Linked DNA regions of Gossypium hirsutum: region 1 is linked to region 2. The links are chromatin contacts, called in public Hi-C maps. All regions are on one chromosome and are shown on one strand. The core of a region is the stretch at or near the end of the contact, and the rest is flanking DNA. Distances in the headings are between cores, read along the strand shown. Region 1 holds the start of LOC107957230 (lipase). Region 2 holds the start of LOC107959924.

What was found. Hi-C and Micro-C count contacts between places; a contact is called where the count stands out from the background.
Region 1: a Hi-C map of leaf shows a contact between it and region 2, with 2.1 times the contacts expected there. The contact joins the promoter of LOC107957230 here to the promoter of LOC107959924 in region 2. A contact is called at or near these places in 2 of 34 Hi-C or Micro-C datasets (both in leaf).

Annotation. Positions count from the first base shown.
Region 1 is chrA05:53,156,564-53,159,388 of Gossypium_hirsutum_v2.1, forward strand. LOC107957230 (lipase) reads right to left here and starts at 1,302. Exons shown (of 9, transcript XM_041112478.1): 1 at 1,198-1,302; 2 at 691-847; 3 at 487-581; 4 at 276-379; 5 at 1-87. The coding sequence starts at 1,223.
Region 2 is chrA05:52,730,201-52,733,253 of Gossypium_hirsutum_v2.1, forward strand. LOC107959924 reads right to left here and starts at 1,317. Exons shown (of 2, transcript XM_016896097.2): 1 at 815-1,317; 2 at 1-118. The coding sequence starts at 892.

The sequences.
Region 1 (2,825 bases), core at 52-2,551, 430 kb after region 2:
TCTGCTGCAAGACACGCACAACCTGAGCACCAGCTGAATGGCCAACAAAGTGAATAGGGTGATCTTCATCCCATTGTGGGTAATGCCCTGTCATCCCAACATCACAGTACAATAATCAAACCAGTCTTACATGAACGTGGATCGATCCAGTGCAAAGAACGAATATCGAAACGTCATTTCTAGTAACAATGTTTTGTCAAAATGAAAACACACAAACAGAAAAAATAGATTAATAATAATAATCAATAAAAAAAAGGTGGGACATTTCAGCTTGCCTTGTTCATAAATTCGACCAAACCGAGAGTGGCCACAAGTCTTGCTATGTTGTTCACCATAATCAACTCTCCCACCTTTCAAATAATAGAACAATTCACGAGCCCTGAAAACCAAAACCCCATGACACTCTCAAAATTCCCATACCAACATACAAAATCAAACCTAAATGGACCTAAATTCAACCATTTAATCCGTAAACAATCAGCTCACCTATCATATATGCTGGTGAGAGACCCCAAATCAGGCACAAGAACCCTCTCATCTTTCTTTTCAGCCCCTCCAAAATATGAAAAGCTTCCGAATTTCTGCAAACAGAACCCACACCACATCATAAATTCTGCTTCAACTAAAAAAAAAAGAAAAAACCATGTTAATGAACACCAAAAAGAAAAAAGAAAAGGAAGACAAACATACTCCTTTGCCAAATCCAAAAATGCCATGAACCAAAACAATAGGAGGCAGATCATCAACAGTAGACTTATTGGGATCTTGCTTTTTCACCTCTAAACTTACATTAGACTTGAAAACACATTCACTCAAAGCCTGTGAAAGGTCCGCAGCAACAGCAGTGCTGTACACATAAAACCCATATAAAAGATGAACCACCGAGCTAATAAACAGCTCAGCTAATTGAAAAGAAGAAATACACCATCTTATCATCTTCTACCAAAAATAAAATAAAAAAACCCAAAAGATTAAAATCCCAGACGATTCGCCTCCAATTTCTTGTTCTACAAAGAAACAATGGAGGCTTTCCTCTGGGTAAGATATGACCCTTATATGCTGCTACCGTTGAAAAGGGGGGCAGATGAAAGAGGTTACCAATTTTTTTTTCTGTTGTATGATTTTGGGTTTTTGGTTTTGATTATAGATTGCTTCTGGGTTTCAAAGTTTGAAAATGGTTTTACCACAAATTGTTACCTATATTTTTCCACAATTCCAAACATACAGAAGAGATACCAATAAGAAGACTCAGTGTTGATGGAGCCCACAACCAGTCTTCGCCCCTCTCAGATTTCCACACATATCTCGTTTTCCAGGTGGAATGGCCCCCTAATTATTATACAAAACCCACCCCAAAAATGAATATCACCATTATTTTTATATTTTTTAAAGCATTTTAAAATGGCACAATAATATTTTTGTGCTTCTAATTTTATAAAAAATTTATTTTAGCATTCTATTTATTTTTACTCTTTTTTTGAGTCCTTAAATTTGTACTTTTTTATCAAATCATCTCAAAATATAAAAAAATTAACTTTTGTTATGTTTGTTGATTTATGTGAATTATTGGTAAATCATCATTTAATTAATTTTTTAAAATTTTAAAATATTTAAAAAATATTTTTTTAAATATTTATACTTTGTTAATAATTTTAATGATTTTTAATTTTTTAAAATAATGTTTATATTTTTTAATTTTTAAAATTTTTAAAAATTAATTAAATGCTTATATATTACAATCTACTTCTATACTACATTAACAAAATTAAAAACATTAATTTTTTTATTTATTTTAAGATAATTTGATAAATATATATAATCTAAAAGAACAAATAAAGGAATAAAATAACTAAAATGTGAAATAAATCATTATTTCTTTATATTCAATGCACTGATTTAAAGGGTCCATAGATTCGCTCATTAAAGAAAAGTCTACATGGTTTTGATGGGCGGTGGTAAATCAAAATTATGAATGATTTCATACCATTTTACTGAAAAAAAAATTCTTTATCTCAATGAAATTCATTAATAATATAATAAATTTTAGAATTAAGATATTGTTTATATCTATTTTATAATTTATCAAAATTATTTCTTTTGAGATAAGTAAGTGTTTTTATTAATAATATTTTTTTTCAAGGTTTAAACTTATATTCTCTCATTAAAGATGTAATAGGTTTTACTATTATATCCGATACTTATTATATCAATTTATAATTGTTAGTGATTTAGAGATTACAATAAAATAAGATGAGATGGTTGTTTTCAACTAATTTGACCTTTGACTCGATATTATACACGTATAGTTAAATTGTCTCTCTTCGAATTTTATTTAATATTGTAACTTTAATTTTGATTTTTTTATCCTAATTCATTTTTGAAATTTTATATTATATTAGCTTTTACAAAACTAAGAAATTATGACAAAATATATGAAATAAAATAAATAAAAACATTTTTAAAATTTAAATATATGTTATGAATTACTTTAAAGTTATGAATTTATGATTAAAAGTATATAAAAATATTTATAAAATTAAATAAATAAACATTTTGAAATTTTTAAAAAGGATTTTCAAAATTTCTCAAAATATTTTTTATTTAAATAAAATTCTCTCACTATAAAATTTAAGAAAACATAAACCACTAAATATCATCTTATTAACTTTAATGTATATATATATATTTATTTAGTACATTATAAGTGGAATTTTTATATTTCTTGTATTAAGGATTTGACAAGTATCCTATAACATATAAGAGTATAATAAAATATTAAAAATATATAATTGAAAATTAAAAATTAATTATATAAATAATAAATA
Region 2 (3,053 bases), core at 67-2,566:
CATGAGTATATATACCAAATATGCATGTCGGAACCAGCACAAACAGCAAAATACAAGTTCTCAAATCAATGCCACGCAGTATGCAGCGGATTCTCGACATGCTCAACCGGCTCAAATCCTATAACATCGAGAAGATATGATATTAATACTAATCAAATTTATTTGAGTATAAAAAGCAAAGGGGGATACGTTTTATAATTTGATTCTCTATTATCCCGATCCCCAACATAAAATTCTTGACTTCGCCCCTGCCGATAAACATCATGATTTGCAAGGGGAAGTTCAGAAAAGCAATGGAATACATGCAACTCATATTCGAAGTAATGCCCTATAAGATTCTATGAAAAGTAATAGCTTTCCAGACGTTCCTCCATGATTAAAAGTTACGAACCTAGATTCTTCATCTTTTCTAAAATACTCGTATTGACATTCATGCCGAATACATATACAGCTATTGACGGCACTCACCTCGAATCCGGATAAAATAGGTTAAAAGCAAACCAATTTTTTGATGTAAATACGGTTCACAAATTACTTATTCTTTAGCTTTTTAAAGATTTTCGGTTACTTAAACACAATTTCAGATCGATGATAAATCAACCATCAAACTCTCAAACCCTAAATTAAAAGGAAAGATTAAAAAAACATAATCCAAATCCCCAAAAAAGTTGAAATTAACAGCTAACAATTAGCAGCTAAATTGATTAATAATAATAATAATAATCTCAAAGGCATCAATTTCCCTAAAATTCCTACGAAAAGATTAACAGAAAAATCAAAAGGTAAAGGAAAAGAGATCAAAATATTGAAGTACCTGACCACAAACATCTCCATAGATATCATCAGATTTTTTAGGACAATGCCCTCCTCCTTCATTCATCATCCACCACATTTTTTCTAGAAATTTATAACTCCTTTTAGTAATAATTTTTTTAAAAAAAATATAATTGTAAGTCAGTGCTGAAGAACCCAGAAAGATCAACTTCCAGAAAATCTCGTTCGATCTTTAGCAACCTTGTTCCACTTACAACGGCTACCTATTAACTATAATCTCCCTTTTCACAAGGGAAAAAACACACACAGAAAAAGCCCCAAAATTTAGACAGTGAGAGACTCTTCTTATCAACTAATGAAAATCGATAAATGCAAAACATTAAAAAGAAACTGATGGGAAAAATAAGGTAGAAGGAGAAAATAAATTGAATCTTAAAAATAAATTTATAAGGAATAAAGAGCTGGTGCCTCTCTGTTAATCGGTGGCAATTTTAAATACTAAACCTAAAGAAAGAGCAAAAACAAATGGTTTAATTCTGCTCTAAGTCCCTGTACTCTATGCGTGTGTGAAATTTTTAGTATAGTTTTAATTCTAAAAATTTAGCCTCTTTATTTTTTTTTATTCGATAATTTTACTCCAATTGATAACACCATCAAAACACTTTCATTAGGTTTAGTTTAGTATTATTTTTCAAAAATGGCTTTGGATCAAAAAATATTTTTGAATAAAAGTTAAAATTTTTTGCTCCTAGTTTTAAGCAAAAAATCACTTTCCTAAGGCATTTTTTTTGTCTTAAAAGCACTTTTGTAAAGCTCAAAAAGTAACTTGTTTAGTAATTTTTTATCTCAAAAATATTTTTTTCCCCAAAAGTACTTATTAGAAACAATGTTAAGTTGACCCTAAATTAGTATCAGTTTAACATTGCTTTTAAGAAACATTTTTAAGATAAAATATTGCCAAACAATATGCTTTTGAACTTTTCAAAAGTATTTTTGAGACAAAAATGTTTTGCAAAAGTATTTTTTAGTCAAAAGTAGAAGCAAATAATTTTAACTTTTACTCAAAAATATTTTTTGGCCCAAAATCATTTTTGAAAAGTAATGCTAAATGACTAGTTTAGTATTGCTATTGAGAAGTATTTTTAAAGAATGTTTTGGGAAAGTGATTTTGAGAAATATTTGTGAAAAGTTTGGTTTAAGATTTAAATGTTTAGTATTGCTTTCAAAAAGTACTTTTGATAAATAAAATGTTCATTTAAGACATGGTGTTAAAAATTAAAAAATAAGCATTTAAATAATATTTAAATTAATTAATATTATGATATTTTAATAAGAATATAGAAAATAATTTATTATAATTTATTATATTTTAATATATAAAAAATAAATTTTAAATATTTTTTAAGCAATTAGCTAGAGAATAGGAAGTGCCATATGTTGGGGGTGAAATGATAATTAAGTTGCCAAAAATATTTTTGAAAGAGAAGAAGCTAAATAATTTGAACTACTTCATTCAAAAAAATGCTTTTAAAAAACCAAAAATTTCCATCAAAATTTGTTTGTTTAGAATTCTTTTGCTTCAAAAAAATGTTTTTCATGTCCAAATTACTTCTAAAAACCACTACAGATTATATAACAATTTTAAAATAAAATATTGCTCACATAAATCAATTTGAAATTACATAAAATTCATATGAGAAAAAAAGGTATGGAGTTTTATTTTGCTTTTATAAAACATTATATAAAAACCTTAAACTCTAGATTCATAATTGAAAATCCTACAACCCCATATTCAACATTTTCTTCTTCTTCTTTTTTGGCTTATTTGGTCTTGAGCACATGTAATGTGGGTCATGTGAGCACATTTCTTTTATTTTAAAATTACTACATGTATTCAGAGAGAGCAATAAAATCATCGATGGACTGGTAATAATGGTATTTTCAAGACTTTTAAATAGGTATAGCTATATGCAATCCCCGAATAAAATTTTTCAAAAATTACATGATGATTGTTCTAGAATGATTTAGCCTCTTTTAGTCTAGATATGATTTTATTCTTCTTCATGTCCCAAAAAAAATGTTACATAATCTGCATTAACAAAAATGCTTTGACGAAATTATAAATTAAACATCAATTATTAAATCAAATAGAAGAAAGACTAAATTCTTAAGATTAAAAGTAAAGGAATTAAATTTTAAACGTGTAAAACGTGCAGGGACTGAAAAGAAAATTAGATAAAAAAATAAATAACTTTACTCTCATTTTCTCTGGGTTTACT